Linked DNA regions of Gossypium hirsutum: region 1 is linked to region 2. The links are chromatin contacts, called in public Hi-C maps. All regions are on one chromosome and are shown on one strand. Each heading gives the region's core, a stretch centred on a gene start, on an enhancer-like site or on the middle of the called end of the contact. The rest is flanking DNA. Distances are from core to core; before and after follow the strand shown.

What was found. Hi-C and Micro-C count contacts between places; a contact is called where the count stands out from the background.
Region 1: a contact with region 2 is called in a Hi-C map of leaf, with 2.8 times the contacts expected there. The contact joins the enhancer-like site here to the promoter of LOC107959982 in region 2. A contact is called at or near these places in 2 of 34 Hi-C or Micro-C datasets (leaf and petal).

The regions. Positions count from the first base shown.
Region 1 is chrA05:76,218,773-76,224,790 of Gossypium_hirsutum_v2.1, reverse strand. No RefSeq gene overlaps it. Among protein-coding and RNA genes, the nearest start is that of LOC107959984, 17 kb to the left of the region's middle. Within about 2 kb of position 1,385, at least 8 of the 9 cell types and tissues checked have an H3K27ac peak or open chromatin away from gene starts, as enhancers often do. A contact at or near this core is called in leaf, where this site is marked.
Region 2 is chrA05:75,957,030-75,962,893 of Gossypium_hirsutum_v2.1, reverse strand. LOC107959982 (putative potassium transporter 12) reads left to right here and starts at 2,129. Exons shown (of 9, transcript XM_016896177.2): 1 at 2,129-2,836; 2 at 3,482-3,710; 3 at 3,809-4,057; 4 at 5,111-5,161; 5 at 5,579-5,839. The coding sequence starts at 2,573.

The sequences.
Region 1 (6,018 bases), core at 136-2,635, 260 kb before region 2:
TTAAAATGGTCCAATTGTAGAATATGGATAAAATCTACAACTAGTAATTTTAGTTTAACCAAACAAAATTAATTGTTACTGTTTAGGGTAGGATTAAAATTTTAAAAATTGAAAAGTACATAAACTAAAATTGACCAATTAAAAAATAAAAGAACTAAAATTGATCAAATTATAGTATATTGACTAAATTTATAATTTTTACAAAGTACATCAAGACCATACCACCCGAAATATGGGCCTTAACACCATACAGGTTTAATTTATTTAAGTGTTATATGCAGACCTAAAATGGGCTTTGAGAAGAAAGGCTATTGAAATCCAAAATTCCAAAGCAGGGCTGAGGAGAATCCCTGACTGATTGACAGAAAGGGTCAGAAAATGAATCCTTCACTGCAAAGGGTTTCAGAATTTTTGTTTTTGAAAAAAGAAGACAGCAGCAGTCAAGTCAAGCATCTTTGCTTAGTGATTCCCTTAATGAAAAGGACAAGTCTCACTGCCGTGCATTTCCTTTCTTAGAAATCACCAAGCTTTTATAGGCCAAAACTCATACCCCTTTTTCTTTTTCCTTCATCTTTTTTATCAGCCAATGATTATGATGGAAAACCAGAAAGGGGGATTGCTATTACTATGTCTTTCAGGCAATTTGGCCTAAACTCAACCAAATGCAATACCTGAAATTTGCTCCAATTTGATTCTTAACACATTTTCAATCAAAAGATAGATAGAATAAAGAGACGCTGATATTTATAATCTTTTTATCTTTAGTTTCAGCTCATTAGAAAGCAAATTACATGATAGGTGTAAGGAATGCATTCCCAGCAGCATTTTTATCTTCAAAACTATCCAAACCCCAAAACCAAACCCATAATTTGAGTACAAACCTTATACAAAAGCTAGCTACCTCGTATGCATCTCTTACATCCCACGTTCAAATAAGGGAAAATAAGAAAAAGAAACGTACATAACTCGAGATTAAACAAAGCAGAAACAAAAAATAAAGGTTATGTTCTAAGATTAGAGTCAAGTAAAATCGGACCGCTACCCTCAATTCCCCGCAATGCAACGATGGTGCTAGCCAGCACAATTGCAAAGCCTTGTTTGTTTCTTTTGCCATTCTCTGTCACCCGTATTTAAAAACCAAGCAGTCATGCCACCGGCACCAGCTCCTACCGCCATTTCCCTTATGTTCCCAGCAGATATCAGCAACTCCTTGAGTGCTTCCGGCAGTCATCTTTTAGAATCAATTGCTATGGAAAGAAAAATATATGTAGCGAAAGTTTGTGCTGAAAAAGCAAATATGGCAAAGTAGCTTAGTAAGGAAAAGAGTGTGTGGATATATGCATAGGGGGACAAGGTGGGTCGTATATAAAGGCGAGATAAAAGCTTTTAGCTTTTTTTTTTTTTCTTTGCCTTGAATGTTCTGTGGTAGATTAGTTACCTTAACATCATTATGAGGGCCACGGTAAAATTTTACGCTTTATACTTAATAGTTAAGAGGAGAAAAAACGTGTGACATCATATTTAACAAAAAAGGAAAGAAAATTTTAAATAATTATGACTGTTATAATAAAATATATTATATTTTTAAGGGGAGGATTTTGATTTGAATATTAAAAATATTGTTTGAAGAGACCACACAAACTCTTAAAAGATCTATCTTTGTGGATTGTAAAATAAATTTGGAAGATACTTTAATTTCATAATTTTTTTAAAATTGCTTTGTAATTTTTACGGGAATTGTAGTGTTGTATGGAGTGGGTGGTTATTTAAAAAAATTAGAAGTTTTTTTAGGAGGAAGTTTTCTTAAATAAATGTTTGAGATTAAAAAAATTAAATATTATATAAAAACATTCAAAAGAATACACACGTCTAATAATATATTTAGTTATTTTAAATTTTAAATTTTTTAATTTTTTGTTAGATTGAATTAATGTCATTTGGCTTGTGATTTCAAATTTTAATTAAGAGTTTTATAATAGTATAGATAAATATAGATAAAAATAATTAAATAACAAAATATGATATTATTAAAAAGATAATTAATTAATATATCATGCAGTTTTTTAGACTTAATAAATAGATTAATAATGTAATAAGTGTCACATTTGTTTATATATATATTATTACACCTTAAAATTAAGATTTTACATTTATTAATATACTAATATATCTATACACCAACAATATCAGTTATTTACTATTAGTATTTATTTTAGAAACAATGCACAGAATTTAACTTTTTAACAATGAGCAATATACAGTGAATTATCAATGTATAAATTCATATAATAAATATAATTATTTAATAAAAATGAAAAGGTATAATAATTTGGTTAAAGAGAATGTTGAAATAGTCCTTCCAAGCTAGGGTTAAGGGCATGTTTGTGGGGAATGCAAATAACTCCACTATCTCGAATTCCAAGGCTCTCGGAGTTTTCATATTATTCTCTCATGGACGAGAGAGAAAGTGAGCAGTGATGGGGTTTGTTTGTCTGTGTATGTGAAGTTGGCATTGTTGGCTGCTATTTTATTGAATCGATATTTATATTATAAGTCACACTCAGCTCAAGATTTAAGTCCTAATGGCAAACTTTTTAGTTTTATTACCCTATTATTGAGATTGAGAGTTGGGTATTTGTAGTCTCCACGGCCAGTCATCGCCTGGATTGCTGTGCAGATGTGTATTGGAATCCCACGACCCACCATTGGGTAAAAACACCAACACCAACAACAACTTCGAATATATTTATAATTTGTTTAAAAGCTTGTTTGGATAATGAAATAAAATATAATCGGATGGATCAATCGAGGTTATTAAATTAAAAAGGTAAACTATACAATTAATCATTAAATTATAGATAAATTTTCGTTTTGGTCGCTTAATTAAAAAAGTTACAATTTGATTATTGAATAATTCGAAACTTTTCATTTAAATCACTGAACTGTTTAAAAGTTTTTATTTAAGCCACTAGGTTATTATTTTTTTTTCAAAATGTTTCATCAACAAGCTCCAAGTGATGATTCGATAATCGATTTGGTGAATTAGTACCCATCGACGAGTAGAAGAACATACCTTAGATCCAAGTCGATTTGACGGCCAATGTCAGAGATCAGAGAAAAAAGTTGTTTGGATTTTGATTTACAGATTTGTGACGTCTAGAACTGTTTCATGAAAAAAAAACTAAATTGTAAAAGAGAAGGGGAAATAGAGCTTTCAATTGATGGATGCAGTGCAAATAGAAAAAAACCATATAGCATCGATTTTAACAATTTAATGACTTAAATGGAAACTTTTGAATAATTTAGTGACCAAATTATAACTTTTTTTAGTTAAGTGGTCAAAACGAAAATTTACCCATAGTTTAAAGACTAATGGTCTAGTTTACGTAATTAAAAAGTAGTGGTTTGTATGGTACGAAACAAATATATATAACTAGTTTTTTTTATCTCGTGTGATGTACGAGGTTAAGTTGTATATATCAAATTTTAATATTTTATATTTATTTGATAAAAAATTGTTACAAAAATCGTAACATTTCAATAATACTATGTTTGAGAAATTAAAAACAAAATAATATAAATGTTTAATTTTTTTTGAAGGAAAACTGGGCTCGTGAATTCACAAACCAAACAAAAGGTAAAAAACCAACACCACCAAAAGTCCAAAAAGAAACGGTCCAAAGAAATCGCCTAAAGAACCTAACAAACAACCCAGATAAAACCTAACAAACAACCCAAAAATAAGCCTAATACGGAACAACTCAAAAACGACAGGAAATAAAACAGGAACAAATGAACGCTAAGCTGCTCTTCATAATCTGCTAGTTGCCAGCAAAAAAGGCACCTGAAACACCACTAAACAAAAGAAATCCAGTAGCAACTAAAAAGAAAACAATCACCAAAAAACCTTAAAAAGAACCAAATCCAAGTAGACCTCCTGACAGACATAGAAATAATGCATTTGTTCAATACCCTTTAGCTTACCCCCAATCTTCTCATACCCCAAAGTCCGACGATCACTTTCTACAGCAAGAAGCACAAAATCAAGCACTCTTTCATGCAGGTAAGTAGTACTCGACCCTCTCAAACCCTCTCTAGCCAACAAATAAGAAATTATGTTCCCAGTACGAAGCAAAAGCGTAAAAGAGCAGCGACGAAAAAAACCAGCCTTCTCCTTAATATTCCGAATAGGGCTGAGTTATCACGCAGATAAGAAAGAACCTTCTGAATCATAGTCAAGGAATTGCCTTCAATAATTACATCGCGAAAGCCTAGATCTAGACCTAAGGTGACAGCTTGGAGGCATGCAAGGGCCTCCGCCGCAAAAAGTGAAGGTATGTGCATGTTCATTTCAATTTTCGAACTAAGTACAATCCCCTAATTATCTCTAATGACTGTCCCTGCACAGGATGTCCTTGAATGAACATGCTACACCACGTCAAAATTGATTTTCAGGCAGCAGTCCTCTGGAGGCCTCTAACGCTCAACCTCAATCAGGTGACCAGGTAATTTCTCTTGTACTGCATCCAATTCCAGTACATAAGACTCGACCTTGCATATTAGAACTTGACTCTGTATAATAAAATTATCGTGAACTCTGCGATTCCTCGCATGCTAAAGAAACTAGAGAACACACACAACCTTCCTAGAAATGTCAGTAGGGTACACTTGCAGAATATTAAATAACTAGTCTTGGAAGCAAGCATCCGCTAATTCACTAGGCCATGTGATGTGTAGGTCAGTCCAAATACCACTTACGGATGGGTGGTCATAAAAGATATGTTCGAGGGATTCAACAGCCACCAAAAATCGAGGGTACAAAGCATTTGCGCGGAGCCTCCGATTGTATAGATTAGAAAAAAATAGGAATAAAGTTGTTAAAAATTAGCCAAATTGTAATTTTAATTTTTTCAGGCAGTTTTTGTAACAGCCCGATTTATGGCCTAGTCGGAACAGTGGTCTCGGGACCACAAATCCAAAGCTAAAAAAATTATTTTATTATTTTTATGAGGTTATAGTATGATTTTATTAGTGCATGAAAAATTTGGTGAGCTAATTTTTAAGGTTTTCTAGCCCAATTTCGAAAGAGGACTAAATCGCATAAAAGGCAAAAGTTGTATTCTAGTACCTAAATGAGTTAAATAACTAAAGAACTTAAATTGAGGGCTTTTAAAGGGCAATTTCACCCTTTTTATTAGTGTTGGCCGGCCATGTGAATGATTTTAAGCAAATGGTCAAAGTATTAGGTGGACGATGTCATGATTTGGTGATAAAATAATGCTTAAAAGCCTAACTATCATTTCTTTCTTCTCCATATCTATTCTCCACCGAAAATATAAAAAAAAATGGAGTTTTGAAGGCTAAAAACTTTCAGCAACTAAAAGCCCTCATAAGTAAGTGATCCCCACACCCTTTGTTGATGATTTTTGCATTTTTGAGACCCTTGAAGCATGAGTTTTCAAATGAGGGTGATATCTTGCAAAATGGTCAAGATTTTAAAGTGTTTCCATGAAAGGATTTGTGATGTTTATTGAGTTTTTATGGAGAAATATGCCTAGTTGTGTTATAAACAACTTTTGTACAAGGTATTAGCACGAAAACACCTAAAGGGACTATTTTGCATAAGTTGTAAAATAGTTAGTAAGCATGTGAAATAGTGAGAATTTGAAGTTGCTATAAGATTAAAAATAGTTTAGTTAGGCCTAAGGTACAAAGAAATTTGATGAAAATCGATTTTCGAGCATAAGGGCAAAATGGTCATTTTACCAAAGATATGAATTTATAATTGCCTAATTGTAATTAGTGACTAAATGAGTGTATATTTCTATTCTAGATTAAGATTTACCAAATCCGAACCTAGATCGAAGGAAGGCTAAGCAAACCGAATAGCCAAGTACTTTTTGTAAACCGAGGTAAATTGTATGTAAATGATACAACTACACTGTTAATACTTGTAATTATATCGCCATTGAATTGATATTGTATGAATTGTTAAGTTATGAATTGAGAATGCCTAGT
Region 2 (5,864 bases), core at 880-3,379:
GATCCAATTGATAGGAAGATTATTCTACCATGGATGCCATATTTGTTGAAACATAATCTTACTTTGATTCTAATCTTTGGGGAGGGAATTATAGTAAGGAAGATTCAATAATTGATCAAGAAAAGACTAAAATATACAACATATAGATTCTAATAATGGGGAAGGTGAATTTATGATCAACACAGAAATTAATGATGTTAATGTTGTTAATAAAAAGAAGTATGAAGGTGTAGAGTCTGATCATGAGAATAGAGAACAAATAAATGAGTTATTGGTTTACTCAAGAAAGAAATCGAAATCAAGAAAGTGGAATCCACCAGATTCATCACCAAGAATCCAACCTGCAAGATCTTGCCAAAAGTCCAAGTAAAACTCATAATCCAACCAATGAATTTTCTGATCTAGATATTCCAATTGCTAAAACAAAATGTGTTGGAATGGAAGTTGCTCGATCAAAGAAGGATCTTGTGGTTTCTTAGAAAAAATATGTGATTGATATTTTAAAAGAGGCTGGGATGAGTGGTTGCTGCCTAGCTGACATACCAATTGATCCAAATGTAAAATTCAAAAATAAAAAAAGATGATTAGTTGATAAAGGACAGTATTAGAGATTAGTTGGTAAGTTAATTTACTTATCACATACAAGGCCAAACATAGCTTTTGCAGTAAACTTAGTGAGTCAATTTATGCACTCCCCAGTGGAGGAATATGAAGAAGGAGTGTTTTGGATTCTAAGATACTTGAAGAGTTTACCTGTTAAGGGCCTATTCTTCAAGAAATCCGAACAAAGAAGAATTGACAGATGCAGACTGGGCAGGCTCAATAACAGATAGAAGATCTACATCAGGATACTGTACATTTGTTTGGAAAACCTTGTGACTTGGCGAAGCAAAAAACAAAGTGTTGTAGCAAGAAGTAGTGCAGAGGCTAAGTTTAGATCAATGGCTCAAGGAATTTGTGAAATGATGTGGTTAACAAGAATTATGGAAGAGTTGAGGAAACCAATAACTTTATTAATGAAGTTGTACTGTGATAGCAAAATTGCCATTAGTATTACTCACAATCCAGTCCAACATGACAGAACTAATGTTGAGATTGATAGACACTTTATCAAGGAGAAGATTGAAGAAGGCTAAGTGTGCATGTTGTTTGTTCCTTCAAAACTACAGATTGCTGACATACTCACCAAAGGGCTCTCTAAGACAAGTTTTGATTTTCTTATAAGCAAGTGAGGCATGATTGATATATATGCACCAACTCGATGGAGAGTGTTGAAATACGTGAAACTCCATATATTTTGGGGATATTTTTTAAATTTATTTAGGTAGATAGAATAAATCAATTGAGATTTTTTAGGGATATTTTATTTTGTTTTGTAGTAGCTTATTAGTATAAGGGAATTATTTTACCAGTTAGGTTATGACTATTTCCTCTATTTGAATTCAATACTTCAGTTAATAAAATACAAAACAATTTTATCAAATAATCTTTTGAAAACTTTCAAGTTGATCAAACAAATCTCTAATTTGGACAGAAGAATAATTTATTATTTATATTAATATACATGTTTTCATTTAATATCCTTACTAATTATTATTATTATTTGCTAAATTTTTACTAATTATTTTTTTCTCACATCATTGTTACAATTGTGATTAATTGATTTCAATCTTATTATTATAATATCTAATTTCGTCTTTAGATTAATTAATTTTACTGCTATCACTATTTTAATATTATCGAAATGTATCCCACCCTCGTTCAAATGAAGCATTAGTTTAAGATGTAATATGTGGAGGAAGGAAGGAAACATAAATTTATCTTTGTCCCACCATTGCTGCAATTATCCGCCAATAGCATTCCTTTTATAGGTTATACTGGAAGGTCGTTTCTTTGTGTTTATCGTCATAACACTGCGATTAAATTAAAATTGAAATAAATTGAATTTTGAACATGACCTTTTTTTTTTTAGCACAAAACTTAGAATATAAAACAAATAACACAATGAGTCGTTGATTGCCTTAATCCTTTCATCGTCACCAAAAGCCAGCCAAGACAGCAACGCTTAACATTACTTGTAATAATCATCCTACTCAACAGTTACATTCTTCTTTTTTTTTTTTGTCTGAAATTCTTGGCATCCCTTAATTACAGTGTGTCAGACTCCCACGAAAAAATAATCCCCCGGCAAAAAAAAAAAAGAAAAAAAACATTGAACTTACCCGTGTATATCCTTTTATTCTTAAAAATTATATTTAGTAGCCTTTGCTGTCCTATCCTAACTAATAATTGCTCTGGTCTCTGCAATAAGTTCAGAAGGGGACCCATTGAAGGAGTTAAGACCAGGAACAGTTTGAACAACACCCCCATATCAAGTTATCAACCTTAGAAGAAAACAGGAGACTGAATCCTGACACTGAAGAAGAAGCACTAGACATAAAAGGGTAGTACTTTCTTTTTTTTCTTCACAAAGATTTGATTGGCTGAGGCTTTTCTTATCTTATCCTCCAGAAAAAAAGGGAGTCTTTTTACAGACAAGGAGGCCCTTTTTGAAGTGGGTATTCAAGGGGATATGGAAGAAGAAGATTGGATTGAAGAGAGAAGCAGCGTGAGACTGAGGGGTAGAACTTTCAGTGGTGGAGGGGTGAGCGAGTCAAGGTGGGTGGATGGTAGTGAGGTGGACTCAGAGTCACCTCCTTTGTCAATGTTTGATGATAACGAAGCCAAAGAAGGGTATGGATCTTTGAGGAGGAGACTGGTTAAGAAGCCCAAGAGAGTTGATTCCTTTGATGTTGAAGCCATGGAGATTGCTGGTGCTCATGGTCACCACCCTAAGGTATTGAATTTGTTTTATCTCCATTTCATGAAGATTCTATACTTGGGAAGATATTTGCATATGATAATGCTTTTTGTTTCTTTTACTCTTCAATGTTCATTCTTGGAACAGCTCTATTTTTCAACTTCTGATATATACTCTTTAAAGTTTGAATCACTAATGAAGTTTAGGATAAAAGAGAATATATAAATGAGTTCAGCAGTGGGAAGAGATTCATTAGACTCATTGCTCTAGCAAGTGCTGTGATTGAAGGGTCCTCAAGTTTCTGTTATATTCATTTGGCTCAACTTGGCTCATTTATGACTTTTATATGGACTACAAATTTGGGGCAAGTTTTTTGTTGTTGGTATATAGAGAAAATAGTGTCTTTCGATCAACGGTGTAGAGGAATTAGTACTTTCTAGAGGAGAAAATAATTAGGGTCCAACAGACTATAGCTAGGAAATTATACAAGTTGTTTTTCTTTCGTTGTTGATTAGCTTTTTATACTGAGAATGCATGTATTTCTGTCATTGAAAGTCAACTACGGACCTTATCGTGTCTTCCATAACTCAAAAGAATTGTTCTGTCATTTTTGCAAATGAACTTAGTTCCATTAAGCTCAACTATATTCTCTTACTAAAATGTAGTACTTTAATCAATCAGGACATATCCACTTGGCACACTCTTGCATTGGCCTTTCAAACACTCGGGGTTGTGTATGGTGACATGGGCACAAGCCCTTTGTATGTTTTCAGTGATGTCTTCAGCAAAGTCAAAATAGAATCAGAAGTGGATATCTTGGGTGCTTTATCACTGGTGATGTATACAATAGCTCTACTCCCCTTGGTAAAATACGTGTTTGTAGTGCTTAAAGCCAATGATAATGGGGAGGGTAAGGGCTTTTCATAGTAATCCTCTTATTCTCCTTACTTTTTACTGGATATTTTGAAGATCATTTACATGTTAACATATAAATTGATGCAATTGTAGGGGGAACCTTTGCATTGTACTCACTGATTTGCAGGTATGCGAAGGTCAACATGCTGCCAAATCGTCAACCGGCAGATGAACAGATATCAAGTTTTAGGCTCAAACTGCCTACTCCAGAGTTAGAAAGGGCTTTAAGCATAAAAGAGACTTTGGAAAGGAGATCATCCTTGAAGACCCTCCTGTTGCTATTGGTCTTGATGGGAACTTCCATGGTCATAGGAGATGGTATTCTGACCCCCGCAATATCAGGTAGATAGATGTGTACCAATCTTCCATTTAAGTTAACAAAATCAAGTTTTAAACAAGTATTGCAATTTCTGTCTTTGCTTTTTCTGTGACTGGTATTTGATTCTTTGAACCTGAATGTTGTCTTTGTTAGTTGCATTAAAATTTGTCTCACAACTATTTAGAATTCATGATGTCTTAAGTATGGCAGCTTCTTCTAATTCATGTGATTCAAGAAAATGCTTTGTAACTCATAGTTGAATAACTTAAATAGATTCTACCTTAGAAAATGAAGAAGATTTGATACAGTCCATTAGTTCCGTGTGACAGTTGTTGGGACAGACCTCAAAATTTTAATATGCTATGAAGAGAGCAAGCTTCTATTATCATTAGTAGACATCATTTGCAGGGTCATCCATGTAATGTGAGTATTGGAGCATAATGGATTCCTTACGGAGAATCAGTTTGCAAATCTCTGCAATTATATAGACAAGATGAATTACTTGCAAGTTTTATTGGAGGATACTCAAAACTTGAAATGTGCTGAATCTGAAGCTTAAGTTGAATTTTAAGATAAAGACTTTACAACCTTTTCTGTGAACAAGGTTCCCTGGCCTGGGTTTAAATGTAGTTAAGTTCTACTCTGCTTATGCATCTTTGTTGAAACGAATTGTAAAGTTCCCTAGGACATTTCATTGATATCCAATAGTTAACTTAAATATGTTTGGTGTTTACCGTGCAATTGCTCACTGTAAGGTCACAGAGCTGCAGCTACGGCTTTGATATTTTGGTAGCCTAAGCATGGTAAGGAACTTGAAGTCTTAAACTTGCAAGTCTCAGTTAATTTCCACTTGCCTATCAAACAGCAAACCAAATTTTTGCTCTTGTTCTTTGGTAGTTGAATTGGCGAAATGATGTTACTTTCTCTGCTTGATAGAGTTGATTGGCATTTTTTGTATGTGTTTTTCTTTTTCTTGCTGTAGTGCTCCTAATTTTAGCTGCTGCTAAGTTAGCAATGTTCACCATCTTGCCTGAGCTAATACTAATATTAGATTTTGTAATAACTTTCTATTGCAGTTATGTCTGCTGTAAGTGGTCTTCAGGGTGCAGTAAAAGGCTTTGATACATGTGGGTACTTTTCATTTGCTTTGGTTTCATATAAAATATTTATGATTCATTAAGTGCCATCTTCTATGAAAGAACTGAAAAAGTATTTCTAGTAGATGGAGAATAGGCATAAGGCACCCATCATATGATTCCATTTTTTCTTCTCTTCCATACGGTACTTGTGTGTATTCTTATATTTATTTGAAGGAGCATCTTGATGGTTGGGGGAAGTTGAGGAGCCTTTGGTTTGATTCTAAATGACTTTCTACTTGGTTGAATATTGTATTACCCACTGGATACTGGTTCTTATTACACGTGCAACATGATACAAGGCAATTCTTAACTAATAAATAATGGTTCAAGCTTTAGCATATAAACTAATTTGGTTTTTCATTGATGAACATTAACGTTTACCTTCATTTATCTATTTGTTCACAGCTGCAGTTGTTGTTTTTTCAATTGTAATCCTTGTGGCATTGTTCAGCATACAACAGTTTGGAACCAGTAAAGTTGGTTTCTCATTTGCTCCCGCACTTGCTTTGTGGTTCTTCTCTCTGGGTTCAATAGGAATTTACAATCTAGTGAAGTATGATATTACAGTTATCAAGGCAGTCAATCCAGCTTATATTTATTTTTTCTTCAAGAAGAACAGCAAAGATGCATGGTCTGCTCTTGGAGGTTGCATTCTGTGCATTACAGGTGCAGTATGCTTTTAAATATTGGA